2 separate regions of the Mus musculus genome follow, and region 1 is linked to region 2. A link is a contact called in public HiChIP or PLAC-seq data. All regions are on one chromosome and are shown on one strand. The core of a region is the stretch at or near the end of the contact, and the rest is flanking DNA. Distances in the headings are between cores, read along the strand shown.

Region 1 (4,280 bases), core at 1,438-3,937, 300 kb before region 2:
CCTTCCCAGCGTTGCTACTCACACAGCAAGTGTCAGAGAGTCGGCTGAGGTCTGCTTCTTTATTCAGGCGACATTCCTTTATCGTCCAGCCACAGTGTGTAAATGTCTGCAGTAATGGGAATGTCATGGGCTTGCTCTCAAGGAGCGTTGTGTGGCTTGGTAGGAAACGGGCATGGCTGTGTGTGTGTGTATGTAGGAGAAAGGACAACCTCAGTTGCCACTCTCATCGACCATCCACTTCACTTTTTATTAGTAGTATTTTTAATGATCTCTTACTGGCCTAGAACTCACCAAGTAGGCTAGGCTGGCTGTTTGGGTGGGCACTGTGTTCCAGAATTCTCTCATCTCCACCTTCCTAGCCTTGGGATTACAAGTGTTTGTCACCGCAGCTGGTTTATTATTATTATCTTATTATTATTATTGCTAAAAACAGAAACAAAAAATATACTCCAAACCACCTGGATTCGGGGGGATCAAACTTAGGTCCTCACATGTGCAAGACAAGCACTTTACCTACTGAACCATCTCCCAGGTCCTTATCTCTGCTTTTCTTATGAGATTGGAATTGCCTGTCTTTGATCAAACGGAAAGAGAGGGAGATGGAGAAGGAGAAAGGAAACGATACAGAAGGGGCACAGGACAGTGTCGCTGGGTTCTGTTGACCCATGCTTTATGCAATAAGATACAGTGTATACAGCTCTTACTGGAGGGGTGCTGTATGCTTTGGACTTTGGGCATGTCTCCATCTTGGAGAGAGGTTCCTTAGTTCTCCCCCACCCCCACCCCCACCCCTCAGATATTGTTTGTACGATTTCTTCTGGGTTTGTAAAAGCAAGCACAGTCATGTGGGCATAATGACATTCTGACGTTAATCCCATAAGATTATAATGGAGCTGCAAAATTCCTATGGCCCAGTGACCTCTTAGCCAGTCATAACATCAGTGTGACCCATTACTCATGGGTCTGTGGTATTGGTGATGTAAACAGACCTACGATGGTGTGCTTTGCCTAGAAATACTGTAGATATCATTCCTTAGGTAGACAATGCTTGATAGTAAATGACTCTTACTGAATTATCTATTTAGTGGGTTGGACTTTTTTTTTTTTTTTTAGATTATGTTTCTTCTGCTTGTGAAAGAAAACTTGACTGTAAGTCAGTTTGCTATATTATGCCGGCAGTACCCTCTTGTATCTTGTATTTACCGTGCCTCTCGATTGCATCATTTTGTCTTGTGCTTGATTTAATTTCATGTTTTGTTCATTATGGCTCTAGGAGCAATAGGCTGTTTCTCCCCAACCTCCAAGCCCGTGAGCGTGTGTATCCCACAGGCTGGGTGTGTGCAGCATCCAGGTCTGTGTAAATACACTTAACATGATGATCATATGACTCGGTTGTCACACTCCTAAACAACCAATGGTTATAACCCTCTTCTCTGCTGTTCTCAGCTTCAAGAGCTTAGGACTAAGGGCCAAAGAAACGTGGAAAACAGCACTGAGAATCTAGGGATAGGTAGATTTTTCTTCTAACCTCCTTGGGAGTCCACAAAGGGCTCCAAGGCAGAGCCTCTGGCCAGTCTGAACCAATGGGGAGGTGTTGGGGGGGGGGGATTTCTTTTTCTGAAAGCAGATTCACACCTCCTCCTCCTCCCCCCTCTCAAATTGGAACAGTCCTGGGAAAATGGGACAGGTGTCCCCAGTTAAGAGACAGGGCTGTTTACTCAATTCAGCCGAACAGCTCTAAGGGAGAGGAAGTCTTGCTACAAAGAAAACTTAACATTTCCTATCATGAGGTAGTAGTCCCTGCCAGTTGAACCAAAGGACCAACTGGAAACGCTGCCTACTGTCCTCTAACAGGTGAATACCAGGTGAGAGTGGGCAGGTCAAAGTTCACTCTGGAGACCAGAGGCCTGAGGAAAATGTATCTCTGCTTCTACCTTAACCTTCTAAGTAAGCCACTTGCGGGGTATGCTGATGGGGGAAGGCGCTAGAGAGAGGCGTCTTTCCATTGAATCGGTGTAATTTGGCCACGGCCTCAGAGCATCAGGAGTAAAGTGAGAAAGAGGAAATCAGAAGGGTTCAAACACTAGTCAGTCCAGTCACTCCAGTTCTGGGCCAGGCCAGCCACCATGTCCCGCATCCACCCATCACTTGGCCGCCAAATAACCCCTGGAGTTTTACTCCGGAAGGGACCACCAGGCGGTGATTGGCTCGTCTTGGGCGTGCCTGTCCGATACATCCCGAGGTTTCCTTTAGCTGCTCCAAAACTGACGTGAAGCAGATTTTGGTGCAATGCGAATTAGCTCCAGCAGCGGAGTCCGGAGGTGACTGCCGAGCTCCGGGAGCGCCTGCTGGGGCAAAGCTGCGGCCAGGAGTCAACGCCCGCCTGCCGATGGCTCCATCCAGGCCGCCGCCCATTGCCTTGACAACAAGCCCCCACCCGCCCTCCTGCACAGCAGGCTTGGGTCACCGGCTCTTGGGTATGCGAAGGCGCCCCGCCCTGGGCGCCCCGCAACCGTGAGCCGCGCAACCCCACCTTGCCGAGAGCTTCCGAGCGCCAAGCAGAGGCGCCCCCTCCTGCTCGAAGAGGGAAAGCCCGGGCGCCCCCAGCATTGACTTCATAATAAAGCTCCCTAAAGGCTAGGGCTCCCCCGCGCGTTCCGGCGCCCTGCACCTGCTGGGTTCTCCCACCCGCCCTCGCCCGGGGACCCAGGGTGCGCGGACGGCCTGGGAGCGTGCGTGGCTCCGTGGTCAAGTGCTGCATCCCGGCGCCCAAGCACGGAGCTCCTGGGGAGGGGAGGGGGAGCGGGACATCCCCGAAGGCCGCCTCGCGGGAGGCGGGGAGGCTGCCGGGTGCACTGGGAGGGCGGGGAGCCCGCGGGAGGAGGCGGGCTGGGGGAGTGGGGCGGGCGGCGGGGAGGGAGCAGGAGCCAGGCAAGAAAGTAGCAGAAAGTGAGGCTGGCAGGCGGCGGCAGAGGCAGGAAGTCTTTGCCGGAGAGCAGTAGAAATTAGAGCCAGGGAGGGACCGCGGCGGCAGCAGCCAAGGCGAAAGAGGAAACTGCCGAAGAGGAAGCTCTGCGGCAGCCCGAGCCTCCCTGCGCTCCGCATCCTCCCGCTCCGCATCCCGGCGCCGGGCATCCCCCGGAGCCCGCGCCGCGCCTCCGGCGCCCCTTCCCCAGCGCAACCCTCGGCCGCCCTACAGCATTAGTCTGCCATGGCCCGGGAGAACGGCGAGAGCAGCTCCTCCTGGAAAAAGCAAGCAGAAGACATTAAGAAGATCTTCGAGTTCAAGGAGACCCTCGGAACGTAAGTGGGTGCTGGGGACCAGCGGGTGGAAGTAGCATCGGTGGCGGCAGCAGCGTCGGCTGCTCCTGCTGCTACCGTCGCCACCGCCACCGCGGCAGAAACTGGCTGGTCGATGCGTCCTCATTGTCCCATAGTCCGCTCTTATGGAGACCCTCCGCGAGTCCACCGCGTGGGTCTGCGCCCACGGTTGACACCTCTCCTGGGCGGGGGAGGGGAGCGCAGGGCGCGCAGAGAACAGCCCACGCGGGCGGGCGACTTTCCTTTTCCCTTGCCACCACCGCCCTCCACTGATTTTCTCCCCACGCGTGACTGTGGGCTGAGCATGGTGGATCTCGCTGATCGCTGGCTGTGTGCACTTACTCATCGTGTGTATGGGCGCACTGGGCCGACGAAAGTGGTCACGAGGAAATTCAGCTTTTGGTCCTACCCTTACATCATATATTCCTATGGAATTGACATATGCACGTACTAGGTGTAGACAAGACTTTGGCTGGCCTCAGGATGATGGGAGGGAAGAATTTCGCAGTATTCAGAGTGACATGTGGTCAGAGCTTCATCTGTGTGTACATCTCACCATAGGGTCAGATGCCCGGCGCTGGGGTTCATGTCCGGGTGGGAGGAGGATCAGTGAGTCTTTAGGGGCGGTTCTCTCCGGGGCTCATGCTTGATGGTTACATCTCCAGAAAGCAGAAATAATCAAAAGTGTGTGTCATCAGAGCTCTGAACATGTGCCACTCAGTACAGCTGCAGTTCCCTTCCTGCGCATGAGTTGGCTTTGTTTTGTTTTGAAGCGCCTCAGATAGGTACAGGGGCTGTGAAAGAATTCAGCGCCGCGGAAAGAGTCTGAAGTTCAAGTTATTTTCTTCCACCACTTGATCGGTTTCTGGTTTTGATCGGTATCTGTACATGAAGATACAGTCTCACACGTGCTCCGTAAAATGAACCTTTTGCTGGGGTTTAGGAGGGTGCTGATGACT
Region 2 (4,698 bases), core at 2,019-4,518:
GAGCCAGAGGAGAGACTCAGCAAATGGATTTTCTCTCCCCTTACCTCTACCCTATGTACAATTCCACATTACTCCTTAGCAAAATCAGGATGCATGTTTCTGCAGCACAGTATACCATTGTTTCACAAGTAGCATCACTATGTCAACCTTGGCCTGTATGGCCCACCATGCAGTGTTATAGCTATGCAATCTGTATGCTGCCATTTGAGAGACTGCCCATGCTGACACTGCGTTCTTCTATGCTTGGATGGGCTGAGAGTCCTGGTGAAATCTGAATATGTTTATTTGCTATCCTTGTCAAATATATAGACTGAATGGTGGTTGTGGGCCAAGAGTTTTTGTTTGGTTGGTTTTTTTAGTGGCTTAATTCAGTCTGATGATCAAAAAACCATAGGGAGAGAAACGAATAATCTCATCTAAGTACTTTCTTCCTTTACCTCTGATCCTAGTTGGATGGTACAACTTGGTTTTTGTTGCTATTCAACTCTGTAATTATATATTTTGCTACTAATTTCGTTAATCTTTAGATGACTAAAGGAGCTGCTCTATCTTTGCCTATTCTTTAAAAACAATTGGTCTATCCTGCTCCCCTCTAATAACATTGATTTTTTTTTAGAATTATTTTAGAGTTTATTTACTCCCAAGATGGCATCACACCTACCACCATCACCACTACCCAGCTTTGTAAGTACCTGGGCTGTTTAGTTCCTTCTAATTAGGAATGACTGTTTAGACAGCAGCTGTTCAGGGAGTGTGATCTCCCTTACCTAGGAAATGACTGGGTATTAAATATGGACGCCTTGCTCGATGCATTGGTGTTTTGCTTTTTATGTCCATGATTGCATGTTACATTGAAGTTCTTGGGTCTCACAGTAAGAAGCCAAGCTAGAGTTTCAGCCCCTCGATGCTCATTTTCTTCCGTGTCTTCTCCTTCTTGTGGAAATTTCTCAAGCAGCGGTGATGTCTTCTTGACCCCGTTGGTGTGGCAAAATATACAGCCTACAAGAAAAAACTACTTACTTTGGCACCCAGAGTTCAGGGCTTCGGGCCCTCAGAATCATTGATTTTAGATGCATCAGAACCTCAATTTGGCAAGAGCAACTGTGCTCACTTTGTGACAGACAGGAAATAGAGAGAGAGAGGGAAAGAAGGGACAGGGATAAGATAATCCAAGAACCCAGCTCTAGTGACCTAGCCCTTCTAACTAGGTTCCACTTCCCAAACTTTCTAATACCTCTCAAAATACCATTGCCAGCTGGGGACTAAGCCTTGAATGCACAGGCTCTCGGCAGATGCTATTCATTCAAACCATATTGTTCTCCAAGTACGTTGTTTGAAGGAAACATGTTGTGCTATGCACAGGTATCTAGAGAGAAAGAGAGACAATCTCTCTCTCTCTCTTTCTCAATGCTCTCCATGTAAAATTGGTTTAGAGCTTCATGTCCAGAAGGGGCATCCAATGTCCAATGCCAATTGAAGGAGAGATTTATTCAGTGTGGAGACGTTGGCCAATCACTGAGTCGTATGAACTCTTTCCAGTAAGCTCTTTGTCAGCCACAAGTCTTGGAGAAAATGGGGCACTGATTGTGGAGGTCACTGATCATTTTACTCACTCAGATGACTGTCTTAAAGCCAGCGTGGCCTGGTCTACACAGGACCTTTCATCCTGCCTTCCCTGTCTACTAGACAGAAGTCCATGGCCAGTGAGTAACTTTCAAAAGAAATCTCCTTTATAACCACTTATTGGTGGTTGGTTAAAAGCCCAGTGCCCATGAATAATTTTGAACCTGATTTGCAGTTTTGTCACAGTGGTCTAAAAGCCTCGGTAGTGTGAAGAATTTTACCACCTATAGTCAGTCCCTTTATCTTCTGAGCCGAGGTATTGAGGTCACCTTCTATGGATCGATCAGTACCACCAGCTTGTTAGACTCACCTATCGTATGAATCCAAAGTAGAAGTGGAAGTGTGCACTGTGATATTGGATACCTGGCAGATCAGCAAACGGTGATGCTCTGCTTTGATCTAGGCAATAAGGAAACAGTGTGAGGAGGTGGCTTGGTCGGTAAAATGCAGAGCTCGGTCCCCAGAAATCAAATGAAAAATAAAAGTTGGTTGTGGAGATGCACAGATGTTAATTCTAGCTTAGGCAGATGCAGAAATGGACGGATCCTTGGGGCTAGGGTAATGAGAGAGAATCTGACAAACTAGGGGAAAGTGAGGAATGACAGCTTGGCCTCCACATGAGCGTGCATACATGTGCACATGAGGGCAAGTATGAGTACCTGCACACACACACTCTCACACACACACTCACACACATACACACTCACTCACACTCACAAACACTCACACACACATACTCACACTCATACACACTCTCACACACACTTACATACTCACACACACTCACTCACACACTCATTAAAACAGAGGCTCTTTTATGACTGAGTTGAATTCTGTTGCTACTGTGCTCCTAGTACCTGACTTAGTGTGCTCCGAGAGAGGATGATTGTAGCCTCCCTGGAAATCTACACTGAACTGGGACCTAAATCTTGTTCAGAAGCTGTGACAGGCAGAAGGAAGAGCAGAGGACCAAAGCAGGAGGGGTTAAAGAGACTGCTGAGCCTGAGTGCTGTGCTGCCACTTGCTGACCTGAGAACTGCCAGTCTGGAGAAGTGTGAGGAGGAGGTGGGAGCTTTTAGCAGCTTCTCAGTGCAGCCAGGAGCTCAGCTGTGCCAGGCTTGAACTGTGGCAGGGGAGGGGGAGGGGGAGGGAGGGCTGCATCTATTGGGAGAAGGTGGCAGCCCAGGTACAGGCCAGCAGACACCCCTTTTTATTGTGAGACCTCCCCCCACCCCTGGGGTGAGTCACCTTCTGGAGGCGGGTGAGAACCTGATTGTGGAGGCTCTGGGAAAGCCCACATGGAGCCTGGAGCCTCCGCAATTATATAAATGGAAAGTTGAAAAGAAAAAAAAAAGATGCACAGGGTTTGTAAAGATGGTTACACTGTGGCTGAGAACATTCTCGGCTGAGAAACTGCAGAGTGCTGCGGAGATGCTGAAAGATTTTGGGTTTTTGTTTTTTTGTTTTTTGTTTTCTTGGTAGCAGGAGTCAGAAGGGACCAGGTCCCATCCCCTTGCTTTAAAACAAACAAACAAACAAACAAAAACAAACAAACACAGAAACAAAACAAGTAGAAAAGATTGCAATGAAGTGTATGTAGTCCAGAGAAGGCGATGAAAATAGAACTTTGAATGCGTTGAATGGCTTCCTAAATCTGAGAGAGGATAAAAAGGGTTTGGAATTGAGACTCTTAGCCTAAAGCTTTGTGTCTGCCAACTGAAAATGGCAAAAATACATCTTATAGGAAAGGAAACCCCATACTTTAGGGACAGAGAGGGGCTGAAGAAGAACCCCCGTGCCTTCCTCAGGAAAGCCAACACCAGTCGGTTCCTCAGAATGGCACTAGCTGGGAAAATCGCTAGTTACCTCATGCCTTGGGAAGAGATGAGAGCACATGACGTAATCAGTATTCCTGTCTGGCTTTTTTTTTTTATTGTTTAGTAAACAGAGGTAGGCATATTTAGCAAGAAAGATGACACAGGAAAGAACACACAGAAAGCTAGAAGGAAGAGTGTTGATGAGCATAGACAGGACTGGACCAACATGTTTATTTTGCCTTTTCAATTCTGGTTGCTACACTTACCGATTGATGGTGGTGGTGGTGGTGGTGGTGTATTTTACTGGCTTTATTTTTGTTTTGTTTTGTTTTGTTTTGTTTTATTTTATTTTATTTTATTTTATTTTATTTTATTTGGTGGTTTTTTTTTTTTTGCCATTGTTTACAAGTTTCCTTATTCCTATTGTGATCTTATCATGAAGTGTACCCCACAGGCTCACCGTATATTGAACACTTTTGTCCCAGGACAAAACCCACTGGGGGTACATTATGTGGTTAACCCCCATGTCTCTACCCATCAACTCCTACCACACGATCCTCTGCCCAAGTGCTGAGAACTGAGCACCAGGGGCTGGCGTCTCTGAAGCCTTGATTCCCCCCATCCCCAATTCCTTCCTCCCCTAAGTCATTTCTGTCAAGTATTTGGTCAAAGAGATGAGGAAGTTAAATATAATTATTATGGAGATTACTTACAGCCAAAAATGAAATTAGACTGGCATTAATTTACAGAGGGAAGTTATGGGAAGCACTACAAAGCCAATCATAGATATGTAAGCCCAGAAGCAGTGGCCACCATGGTGGTCTTTTGTGAGTGTCTCTTGGTTCATCATTTTGGTTACACACACAGTCTTTCCCTATTGCCCAGTGGAAAACACAAATGTTACATGATGCTCACAGGGTGACAGAGATTTTAGTTTTCTACATCTGATGGCTTGCTCACCTGTGGAGCTAGCCCAAACTATGTAAGTGACCTCTTACTATGTTCCTGCTCTGTAAACTCCTTCCACATGCAGTGCTCACTGACCAGAAGTAGGCTGACTAGCCAACAGGCTCCTCTGGCCTCCACCTTACCAGAACTGAGATTACAAGCCATTCCTGGCCTTTGAAAGATGGGACTTCTGGGAGCTAGTCCAGGTCTTCTTGTTTGCATGGCTAGGACTTTAGGACTGAGCTATCTTTCCAATATCTACTTCTGACATCTTTCATAATTAGAAGCACATATTGGTACTATTTTGTTT

The links. HiChIP or PLAC-seq counts read pairs in DNA pulled down with a chosen protein or histone mark.
Region 1: an H3K4me3 HiChIP or PLAC-seq map of forebrain shows a contact between it and region 2, with 7 times the contacts expected there. The contact joins the promoter of Camk1d here to the enhancer-like site in region 2. A contact is called at or near these places in 16 of 39 promoter capture datasets (the 3T3-L1 cell line, 3T3-L1-derived adipocytes, the C10 cell line and 9 more), 3 of 15 datasets of contacts at CTCF or cohesin (the NIH/3T3 cell line, large pre-B cells and pro-B cells), 24 of 484 Hi-C or Micro-C datasets (the G1E-ER4 cell line, the N1E-115 cell line, Th1 cells and 13 more), 22 of 115 datasets of contacts at active chromatin or transcription factors (bone marrow-derived macrophages, craniofacial prominence, embryonic basal ganglia and 12 more) and 1 of 9 other capture datasets (embryonic stem cells).

What each region holds. Positions count from the first base shown.
Region 1 is chr2:5,713,169-5,717,448 of GRCm38.p6, reverse strand. Camk1d (calcium/calmodulin-dependent protein kinase ID) reads left to right here and starts at 2,687. Exons shown (of 11, transcript NM_177343.4): 1 at 2,687-3,303. The coding sequence starts at 3,212.
Region 2 is chr2:5,410,076-5,414,773 of GRCm38.p6, reverse strand. The region is part of intron 3 of Camk1d (calcium/calmodulin-dependent protein kinase ID); the gene reads left to right. Among named protein-coding and RNA genes, the nearest start is that of Gm36853, 70 kb to the left of the region's middle. Within about 2 kb of position 3,268, at least 17 of the 459 cell types and tissues checked have an H3K27ac peak or open chromatin away from gene starts, as enhancers often do. A contact at or near this core is called in cerebral cortex, cortical neurons, forebrain and 1 more, where this site is marked.